Regions from separate parts of the Sus scrofa genome. Here all the other regions are linked to region 3. A link is a contact called in public Hi-C and HiChIP or PLAC-seq data. All regions are on one chromosome and are shown on one strand. Each heading gives the region's core, a stretch centred on a gene start, on an enhancer-like site or on the middle of the called end of the contact. The rest is flanking DNA. Distances are from core to core; before and after follow the strand shown. Region 1 holds the start of FAAP100 (Fanconi anemia core complex-associated protein 100). Region 2 has its middle 22 kb from the start of ACTG1. Region 3 holds the start of NDUFAF8 (NADH dehydrogenase [ubiquinone] 1 alpha subcomplex assembly factor 8).

Region 1 (3,618 bases), core at 917-3,416, 230 kb before region 3:
ACATTCCTGAATTTGCCTGCTTTTACTGGCAGTGCCCTGCCGTCTGTGCAGCTCAGGCTGCTGGACTTGGTGGTTCTGTGACGTGATGAGGTTCTGAAACACTCCCTGCGCCCTGGAATCCAGCAAGTGGCGTGTACTGCTTAGAAATGGAACTCGGGGTCCTGGCACATTCAGTGTGTTGGTACATTCACTGTGCTGCCTGTGAGGCAGGCTGGCACAGCCTGTAGCTTCCCTGCGTGTGCTGTGGCCTGGCCCCCTCCCACCCCCTGCCGCTGCCTGGTGGTGGTTTGTTCTTGGGACCGTGACACACAGCCTCCATATGCAGCGTAGAAACTGTGCTGCCGTGTCTCAGGCCTCCTGCCACACACCGGTGCACACCCTCCCGAGAGACCCCTCCCCATCACCCCAGAACTGTCTAAGCCCTTTGCTCATGTCTGCAACCCTGGGGGCTGGTATTCAAGGCCCCCTCGCTCTTCAGACTGCTGATGGCCATAAATCTATCACAGAGTGTGGGGCCTGCCTGGCTTGGGGCTGGGAGCCTCATAGTCCCCTTGAGCGGGAGGAAGCGGAACAGGAATGACCCACTGAGCAGTGCCTGGCTCGTCAGGGCTAAACCTGGGATGTAGGTCCGGCGAGCTTAGCCCACTTCCTCCCAGAGCCACGTGGCCCTCTTTTTCGGACATTTCTGGCATAGTTCCTTTGATGTTGAGTCTGTGGCCCACAGGGACTGGTGGTCAGAAGACTGGCTGGGGAGTTCCCCCTGTGGCTCAGTGGGTTAAGGGCCTGATGTCTCTGAGGATGCAGGTTCAATCCCTGGCCTCCTTCAGTAGGTTAAGCTTCCAGCATTGTTGCACGTAGCTGTGTGGGTCACAGATGCAGCTTGAATTCGGTGTTGACATAGCTGTGGCATAGGCCCCACCTGCAGCTTCCATCCACCCCTCGCCTGGGAACTTCCAAATGCCACAGGTACAGCCATTAAAAAAAAAAAAAAAAAAAAAAAAGACCATCTGAGAACACTTGTGCACTCTGGGGTGTGGGGGTGGGGGACTCATTTCTAATTTCAAAGGCCAGGTAGGAATAGGTGTCAGAAAAGGTGAAGGACAGACTGCAAATGCCCCACTCGTGCTGTGTCCAACCCAGGAACACTGTGGGATTAGAACTTTTGCTACTGGTTCTTTGTGTTTTGCAGGTTTTTGCCTTGGTGAGGTCAGCTTAACTCAAGCTAAGAAAACATTTGGCAGCTGGACCCCCTCAGCTTGCCCTGTCTGGCCACACACTGCAGATGCCTCTCTCACTCATGGATGTCTGGCCTTGGAGACTTTCCCAGTGGCTTCTAGAAGGAGGCTGTGATTGACTGCAGGCACTTCTCAGGGTTGCTCTGGGCCTCTGAGTCTCATCCAGAGAGCTCTTGGGCCCTCTGGTCAGCACCTCTCACCGAAGCCTTGGAAGTCAGGGTTGGGAAGGAGAGGTGTTGGGCTCTGCCTTCACCCCGACCCCCAGGCTGATTGCTGATGAGCTGCCCCTCTTCCTGAGATGTGGTCAGGCATTTTCTTTACGGTCCTCTGCCCTCAACCCACAACAACTCTGGCTTACTCTTTGTCCCCACTGGCCAAACCAACGCATCCATAGACAGCATCAAGAGAGGGATACTTCTATCCGTGGTCGCGCTCAGACGCAGCAGTGCCCTGGGGATGTGGCAGGAGTAAGGTGGCTCAGCCGCTCAGAGCCGGAGCCCCAGCGCCGCGGGCGTGGCAAGACGTGAAGCTGTCCGACCCCCTGCTGGGCTTCACAGATCCAACCGCCCGTCGAAACCCTAGAAAGTGGCTTTAGGAGCGGACTGCCCGCTCGGAGGAGACGCGTTCTGATGGCCCCCGCCGTGGGGGAGCCGGCGCGGCCCTCGGAAGCACGGGGGAAGCGCGACGTCGTGGGTTTCCAGGGGAGGCCCGGGGGAGAACGGACGAGCGACAGGGTCAGGGCCTTGGGCTTCCCGCGTTTGGCTTTAAACGCTCTGGACCTTCGCCAAACCGCCCTGAGTCCACGAGCTTTACGCCAGCGGTCTGGCCCTCAGCCCGCTGCGCGGGACTCCGGCCGAGGGCCCAGCTCTCCGCCCGGCCCCGCCCCCGGCCCCGCCCCCGCCGCGCCCCCCGCCCCCGCCCCCGCCCCCGCCGCGCCGCTTTACGGCGGAGGCCGCGCTGAGACCGGAGCGGCCGTAAAGCGCCCCGCCTCCGGCACGGGCGCCGCGAGGCCGAGCTCCCTCTGCGGCCGGGCCTCCCGGCGACTCCCGCCATGGCCGGCCTCGCGCCGCGGGTCGAATACCTGGCGGGCTTCTGCTGCCCGCTAGGGGGCCTGGCTGCGGGCAAGCCCCGCGTGCTGTGCCACGGGGCGGAGATCTTCCTGTCCACCGGGAGCGAACTGGTCTACGTCTACGACCGCGACGGGCGGCTGCTGACCGTGAGGGCCGGGCGGGGCCGGGAGGAGGGCGGGGCGGGGCGGGGCGGGGCGGGTCCCGGGCCGCGGAAGGGAGGGGGCGGGGTCCCCGCGGCGGGGCTCGGCACGGGGGGGCCGGCGCCGCGGAGCAGTTCGTCCGCTGCCTCGGCGCCCCGCCCGACGCTGCCTTCTCCCCGGGCGCCCAGGCTGTGTACAAGTTTCCCGGCCGGGTGTGGCACCTGGAGCTCCTGGCCCTTGGCAGGGCGCTCTACGTTCTGTGCGCCCGGAGCGGTATCTACTGCTTGTCTTTGGACCAGGCCAGCAGGTGAGGTTGCAGGCGCCGCTGCTCTGGGCGGGCCCTCACTGGCCTCGCCGCGGTCGAGGTCGATATGGTCTCAGGTGGGCTTCGCGCTCTCCCTGACCGGTGTTTCCCTGCCGTCCTCAGACACTGCCTCTGGTGGGACAGGGGGTTCAGGCAGCCGAGTCTGCCCCCCGGAGCAGGGTGCTGCCCCTTTGGCCTTGGCGGGGCTGCCATGTCACACCTTTGAGGCGGGTCTCTGTGTACCTGGAGTCAGTGGCCAGAGGAGCCAGGCCCCCACCCCAGGTAGCAGTGCAGAGCCTAGATGCCGGCCCCTGCTCACGACTGGTTTAGCAAATAGAAAGGTAGCAGGTGTGAGTCACAGTGGAGGCCCGGGGTGGGGCGTGGGGGGCCGACAGTTCTGTTGCGAGGAGAATTTCCTGTCCAAACCCCGTTTCTGGAAGCCTTGGTACAACCTGTTGGGCATGTGCCCCCAGGTGACTGTCTGGGAGCTGGGCAGTCCATGGAGCAGGTGGGATCCCTCCCTGTGCAGACCCCAGACCTGTCGTGTCCTGGGCAGGTTGCCACGCAGGGAGCTTGTGACCAGCAGTTCCCTGTGTTCTCGAAGGTCTGTGAGCCAGGATGGCAGGAATGACAGGGACAACCAGGACGGTGAGGCCGGCGAGCCCCCTGCCCCTGTGATCCCTGTGGACCCAGGCGCCTGTGTCCTCCCTGATGCCACGCTGTGTGCCTTCACCGTGCTGGACAACGTGCTCGTCGCCCTGGCGCAGGGCCCCGCCCAGTGGAAGTTGCAGCTGTTTGAGCGTCCCTGTCCGGGGCAGGACCCCCGGCCCGGAGGCCAGATTGGTGAGGTGGAGTTGTCCACCTGCACC
Region 2 (3,366 bases), core at 31-2,530, 180 kb before region 3:
GGTTGCAGACACGGCTTGGATCCCGTGTTGCTGTGGCTCTGGTGTAGGCCTGCTGCTACAGCTCCAATTGGACCCCCAGCCTGGGAACCTCCATATGCCTCGGGAGTGGCCCTAGAAAAGGCAATAAAAAAAAAGACAAAAGACAAAAAAAAAAAACCAGTCAATGGGGGTTGCAAAGGGCGCTGAGGAAACGGTGGGCCCTGACCTGCCTGGCAGGGGCCCTGTCCCACCTCAGTGGTCTCTTTAGCTGCTGTATCATGGGACGAACGGAGCTGAACCTCTAGACTCCCAGAGAGGGGATCCGAGCCTGGAGAGGACCTCAGGCCCCAGTCTGGAGATCGGGAGCCCTGTGTCCACAGCCTGGACAGCACTGCAGCCTGGCTGCCTCCCAGGATGTGTGTGGCCACCAAGGCACTGGGCGATGCCTCCAGATAGTTTCTGGAGGAAGGTGGTGACTTTGAGGAAAAGAGACCAGACTGAACGCCTGACCCCCTAGCCCAGCCCAGTGCTCTTTCTCCCGGCAAGGGCCCTGGCTCCTAGGGCCACCACTTTCCACCCCCGAGGGGGGCCCCTGTGAAGTGGTGGAAGAGGGAGGATGATTTGGGGAGAGTTTGTACAGCTGGCCCGGCTGAGGCCCGGGCTTCTGTCCCTTCCCCCATCCAGCCCCTCGGATCAGGAAAGGACTGTCGCTCTAAATGAGGGCTCAGGTTAGCAATGTCCAGACACTTAGTCTCCCCTCTAAGGCCATCTCCCACGTGCTCCACGCTCCCCCGCAGGAAAAATCGGAGACTTTCTGTCACTGCCTGGGCACGTTGCAGAAAGAGCCCCAGCTCATTTTTTATGGGCTCTTCTTGTCCCCAAGTCCTGGGAGACAGGGAGAAAGCAAGGGCAAGGCACCGAGGGACGTAGCTGAAAGGGCTTGTCCAAGGTCAGCCCCTGCGCAGGCTGTGTTTCAGGCAGCTGGTTCTTTCTCCCATGCCAGTCGGGTGGGTGAGGAGGGGGCGAGAGCGGGGCTGGCCCCAGGAGCGGCCAGCTCGGAGGGGCCTCGACCGCAACTGGCAGCCTCCCGGCGGCCCCGACCGGGGCTTTGGGGTGGGGGGGTGCCCACAGCTGAGGCGCCGGGGCCGCAGGGGACCCCGAGGCGGGGCCCGGGAGGCGGGGCCGGCGGGGCCGCGGAGGAGAGAACAAAAGAAGGCCCCGCCCCTCGCTGACTGGCTCTCCGCAGCCAATTGGCGAGGTGGCTGCCGACGACACCCTCTGATTGGCTGCTTGGTGGCCAATCGGGTGCCCGGGCTGCGAGCCCGTACGGCCCCACGTGGGGAGGCGCGCGCGGCGGTTCTCAGTCCTAGGCGGGCGGGGCGCCCAAAGCCCGGGGCGCCGCGGAGGCAGGACAGCGACCCGCGGCCCCGCGGCCCCGCGGCCCCGCGCCACTCCCGGGACGCTCGCCCCGAGGACTCCGAGCCGTCCCCGAGGGTCCCCGAGTGCCCTTGGAGCGCAAAGCGCTGTGCCATCTTCTCGGCCCTCTGTCGTGCGGGGCCGCGGATGGCGGGGGGGGTCGTGGCTGCTCCCGTTGCACACGTGGAGTGAAGTGACAGCCTCAAAGCCACAGAGCCTGTGAGGGTGGAGCCCCTGGGGTTTTCTTGATCCCGCTGCTGGACCGCGGGTCCAACCACGGCTTGGGCTTGGGCTTCTCCCCACCCCCCGCCACTGTACCCCCAGAAGGCTGGGCTCAGGGAAGGAGGGACCTGAGGGCTTGACCAAGGAGACTGAGGAAAATCGTCAAGGAAGGGGCAATCTGCTGTTGGGTGGTGGAGGGGCCAGCAGGGATCAATCCATTCACTGATTGAGTCGGTTATTGACAGCACCTGCTATTATCCTGAGGCCACAAACAGCGGTGGCCCCAGGAAGGCCTGGAGGCAAGCCTTCCCCTAGTTTCCACTGGTCTCCCCTCCAAGCTACTCCAAGTGGAACATACAAGAATGTTCTTTGATACGGGCAATTGATGTGGTCTTACACTTTTATGGCACCTCAGACAGAGGATTTGAAAAGAGTTGAATAAATGGAAAATGAACGAATTGAAGAGGAGATCATGCAGGCCAGGGCCGGCAATAACGGGGAGCTGCTATCCCGTTGACTTGAAGGGCCATGGGAGAGGCCCATCCAGCAGAAGGTCCGACCTTGGAAGGAGGGTCGTGGCCAACCTGGCAGGGAGGGTCCTGGTTGTACATGTGCTGGCCTCACGTTCCTCCTGCCTGCTCCTCACAGCTGCAGCTCCTTCCTGGCTGAATCCCTAGCGACCCTGTGCCCCAGGGTCCACCTCCGGCCACAGGGCAGGACAGCTGGGGCGGGAAATGGGGACATGTCCAGCACCTGTTCTGAAGTGTGACTAGAAGCATCTTAGGAACACTGCTGTTTTGTTTTATTTTGTAGGCAGTGACATACGGTGTGAGTGAAACCCAGGTGTGTCCTTGCAGAGGTACCTCCCCCTCGCCCCCCACCCCCACCCCCCTGCTTTAGGGCCGCACTCCCAGCACAGGGAGGCTCCCAGCCTAGGAGTCAAAATGGAGCTACAGCTGCCGGCCTCCACCACAGCTGCAGCAACGCAGGATCCGAGCCGCGTCTGCGACCTACACCACAGTTCATGCAACGCCGGACCCTTAACCCACCGAGTGAGGCCAGGGATTCAAACCCGCCACCTCAGGGTTACCCGTCAGATTCATTTCTGCTGCACCACGGTGGGACCTCCCAGAGGTACGTTTGAAATGGGTGGGGTGGGGCTTGGCCAAGCCTCTCCCTCCCAGTGCGAACCCATTCCAGCTCTCCAGAAGGACGGTGTACAGTGATGAGTCAAACAGGAGGCAGAGCAGTGGACAGAGAGCACATGTGTCCGTCCACATGGCCTCCTAGATGCTCCTAGCTGTCATGGGCACAGTTGGGACCATACGTCCCCGGGGCAGGGACTGGCCTTTCGCCGTTGTCTCTTCACGGTGCCTGCGTCAGAGGGTGCTCCGCCCACACTGCAGGACGAAGGGCCCACGCCTTTTTTGGGTTTTGGCTTTTTTCCACAGCCACACCTGTGACAAATGGAAGTTCCCAAGCTAGGGGTTGAATCGGAGCTGCAGCCACCAGGCTACACCACAGCCACAGCCACAGCCACGCCAGATCCGAACCACATCTGTGACCTACACCACAGCTCACAGTAATGCTGGATCCTTAACCCACTGAGCAAGGTTGGGCAAGGATTGAACCTGTATCCTCATGGATACTATGTCAGGTTCTTAACCCACTGAGCCACAGTGGGAACTCTTGGACCATGCGTTTTGCCTGGCGAGTTTAGAGACAGGGCTTCCCTCTGTGGCGGGGGGC
Region 3 (3,284 bases), core at 525-3,024:
GTCCTCACCAGGTGGCAGGAGCCCCTTCCCCAGAGCCAGCTCTCCCAGGGACAGGGGCGGGGCTCCCGGCGCCTCCTCGGAGCGGACGGCAGATGGGGTCATCCCCTCATGTCCTCAGGTAAGAAAGTCCTCGTTCCCGTCCTGAGTTCCCAGGGCCCAGGGCCTGCAGTTAGGTCCCCATCAGCGGAAAAAGGCACAAGGGCCAGCCTTTTGGGGACAGGACAGCACGATGGAGGCAAAGGAGCATAAAGAGTCTCAGACGACCAGACACCTGTGCAGGTGACCACGCGCCCACAGGTGCCAGAGCAGAGCCTGGTGCCGGGAGCGCGGGTCTTCACCTCGCAACCGGTGACCGTGGGACCGAGGCCTGTCCCCTCCCGGGGGATCTGCCAGGAGGCAGGAAGCAAGTCCCAAGGACATGTCCGCGTCGGATCAGAGGTTGGTGACAAGGCTGAGACTGCGCGTCCCAGCCACGGTCATGGCAAGGGGAGTGCGAGGAGGGTCTGAGGGCCCAGAAAAGGAGGGAGAGCCATCCCGGAACGTCAGAAAATGGCCTCAGATTCCTGGAATCATCCTGCCCCCTCTGGGGTCCGGTTCTCAGGATCTGCGTCTGGTGAACAGAGCTGATCCTTGGCATCACAGCCCACCCCAGACCCCGGAGACCTGACACCTCGGCACCAGCTCAAACCCCCGTGTGGAAGCCTCAGTGCAGTCTCCGCTGCCTGCCCTTGAGATGTCTGGAGCGCCCATCTCAGTTGCCCAGAGAGTTGCCTCCAATTCTACTTCTTCCTCGTCTTTCTTGAAAACACAAACTGGACACCATAGTTCTTTACGTGGGCATAGTGCGTAAGGATTTCTCCAGCACAGGGTTCGATCAGTGAGGATCAGAAAATGCCACAGCTCGGAAACAGAAGACACCCGCTCCTGAGTGGTTGGAGGCAGATCTGAACCCAGAGCCAGGGAACCAACAGACCGCGTCAGCGCAGCCGCTTCTGCGCCCTTGGCACCCGTCAGCGCGGCTGGTGGAGGACTTCGCAGCCGCTGCGGCCCTGCTGGTTGTCCCTTCACCCTCTGAGAAACGCGCAGTCGAGCAGGGGGAGACCAGGGGCCTGGCTGTAACCGCCCACGCGCAGCACACACGTGGGGTCCCTTTTGGCGTTACCCCGCCTCGGCGACAGGCCCAGGTAGGGTTCCAAGGCACCGCAGTAACACGGTGAGGGTGCCGTTCCCCTCCCCGCGATGGACACGGCCGGGCGGGGGTCGCGCTGGCTGGTGGGCGGGTGTGCCGTGTGCGCAGCACCTGCCGGCGCCCAACACCGAAACCAGGGTGCCCCCCGCCCCGGCGGGGCCGGCGCCCACTTACCGCGGCGGCGAAGCAGCGCCGCAGGGCTTCGAACTCTTGCGCGCAAAGGTCCTTGGTCAGGCGGCCGCCCGGGGCGGTGGATGCCTGCACGCACCTGCCGTAGGCCGCGGCCTGGGGACAGGACGGGGACGGGCGAGGATCGCGGCGGCCCTTGCGCCCGCCGGTCAGCCAGTAGACCCCCCCGCCGCTCCCCGGTAACCGCCCGCCCCGCCCCGCCCCGTACAGCCCTCCCGCCTCGCTGACGGCTCCGCACCTCAGTCCCACAGGCCGCCAGGCGCTCGGGGAAGGCGCGGAGGCGGCTTCGCACTCGACCCCACACCGCTCCGCTACCCGACATGAGCGGCTCTTCCTGGCACCCGTGGGCGCCGCCATCTTAGGTCCGGCCTCTTCCCGCACCCAACAGCTTGATTGGTCGACGCTTCCGCCCACAACCTGTTCTGCGCTTTGTAATTGGCCAGGCTTCAGCCACGCCTCTGCCTCGCCTCCGGAACTACGCTCTGGGAGCAGAGCCCTGTAATTGGCTCGTGGTTTCGTCCGTCTTTGACCTTAGACTTTGGATTGGTTCAGGTGCAAATTGTTTACCGAGGACGGCCTCAGGGCCCGCCCCACGCGAACGATTGGCCAGCGGGGCCAGGCCCGCTGAGTGACTGGACGGGGTCAGGGCTTGGCGGAAGCTGGGCGGGGCCGGAAGGTGACCGGCATCCATGGCGGCCACGCCGCAGCTGCGGGACCGGCTGAGCTTCCTGCACCGGGTGAGTGCGGGCGGCCCGGCCCCGCCGCGCGCAGCCTCCCGGCCGAGTTGGCCGCCTCCGTGGCCCCGCTCGGCCCCCGCGGGGTCACAGCTCTGCGGCCCCCCCACCTCTCCTCTCGCCTCTTCCCCCCAGCCCCGCCTCCGACACCCCCGGCTCCCCTCCTCTCCCTCCTACCCTGGACCCCTCCGAGGCTGCGGGACCCCGCCGCACGTGCGTGGAGGAGGCAGGTCAGCCAGCCCTGTGTCAGGTCCTGGGGACAGTGAGACGCCTTGACCCGAGTCCAAATTGGGGAAGAGAGCCAGGGGCCCCAAGTTAGTGCTTTCTTACCCAACTTGAGAGCTTTCGAGAAAAAGACGCAGTGACCCCTGAGCTCTGTCGAAGATCAATTACAGGGCCAGACACTAGCCTGGAAAGCAGGACGACCGTTTCACTCAGTGGCGGGCGTCAGATAGGGGTGAAGGAGAAAAAAATAGCTTTTATTGCTCTGCCAGGCCAAGGAGGTGACAGCAGGCTAACGCCCTAAAGACTGGGCCGTTTCTTGGGGAAGAGTTGCAGGGAGTTTTATGGTCTAAAAGGAGAAAAACAGGGTTTCAGATAAGAATCAGGGTTGGGGCAAACACGCATTCTTCTTTCTTTCAGCGATTCTTAGTCACCTAAGCTGGTGCCGGAGAGCTCAGTGGTTTTCCGGGTTATGAATCTTGACTTTTCCTGGAATAACAATACTTGAGAAAGGGGTATCCTGATGAGCGGTTAGAACGAATTGGGAAAGTTCCTGAAGAACAGCAGGTGCTAATCTTTAATCCCCGGGCGGTTGTGCTCAGGGCGCCTCATCTTTAGTTCACAGGTGATTGTGTTTAGGGTGCAGTCAAGCCAGGGAGACGCACAAGGAAAGCCTCCAAGCTCTTCGGTTTTAAACTGCTTATTGCTAAGCTGTTTCTAAACGAAACATAAGGAACATAGTGTGTCCCTTAGGTGTGTCAGACGCCTGCGTCACTGACGGGGGAGGCGGGGAGCCCTTAGAGCCACCGAGGACTGGGCATTTTCAGGACAGAAGGCTGCGGCTCGAGTCAGAAATCGCGAGGAGCTGGGCAGTGTCCATGGGTTGCCGCGTCCGCGTCTGATAGCTGGTGGTCCTAGAGGTTAGGTCCTGTAGGGACTGGGATTTTCTG

Evidence for each region. A called contact is a pair of places that touch in the nucleus more often than the background predicts. HiChIP or PLAC-seq counts read pairs in DNA pulled down with a chosen protein or histone mark.
Region 1: a contact with region 3 is called in an H3K27ac HiChIP or PLAC-seq map of skeletal muscle. The contact joins the promoter of FAAP100 here to the promoter of NDUFAF8 in region 3. A contact is called at or near these places in 1 of 47 Hi-C or Micro-C datasets (skeletal muscle) and 1 of 2 datasets of contacts at active chromatin or transcription factors (skeletal muscle).
Region 2: a contact with region 3 is called in a Hi-C map of undifferentiated spermatogonia, with 2.1 times the contacts expected there. The contact joins the enhancer-like site here to the promoter of NDUFAF8 in region 3. A contact is called at or near these places in 1 of 5 promoter capture datasets (liver), 24 of 47 Hi-C or Micro-C datasets (adipose tissue, alveolar macrophages, blood and 13 more) and 1 of 2 datasets of contacts at active chromatin or transcription factors (skeletal muscle).

The regions. Positions count from the first base shown.
Region 1 is chr12:1,286,205-1,289,822 of Sscrofa11.1, forward strand. FAAP100 (Fanconi anemia core complex-associated protein 100) reads left to right here and starts at 2,167. Exons shown (of 11, transcript XM_021066475.1): 1 at 2,167-2,451; 2 at 2,634-2,752; 3 at 3,354-3,618. The coding sequence starts at 2,287.
Region 2 is chr12:1,340,276-1,343,641 of Sscrofa11.1, forward strand. No RefSeq gene overlaps it. Among named protein-coding and RNA genes, the nearest start is that of ACTG1, 22 kb to the left of the region's middle. Within about 2 kb of position 1,281, at least 49 of the 83 cell types and tissues checked have an H3K27ac peak or open chromatin away from gene starts, as enhancers often do. A contact at or near this core is called in adipose tissue, embryonic fibroblasts, fetal liver and 3 more, where this site is marked.
Region 3 is chr12:1,517,704-1,520,987 of Sscrofa11.1, forward strand. NDUFAF8 (NADH dehydrogenase [ubiquinone] 1 alpha subcomplex assembly factor 8) reads right to left here and starts at 1,775. Exons shown (of 3, transcript XM_021066478.1): 1 at 1,617-1,775; 2 at 9-1,474. The coding sequence starts at 1,700. The coding sequence ends at 875. It overlaps TEPSIN (TEPSIN, adaptor related protein complex 4 accessory protein), which reads left to right and starts at 2,057. Exons shown (of 14, transcript NM_001244108.1): 1 at 2,057-2,115. The coding sequence starts at 2,068.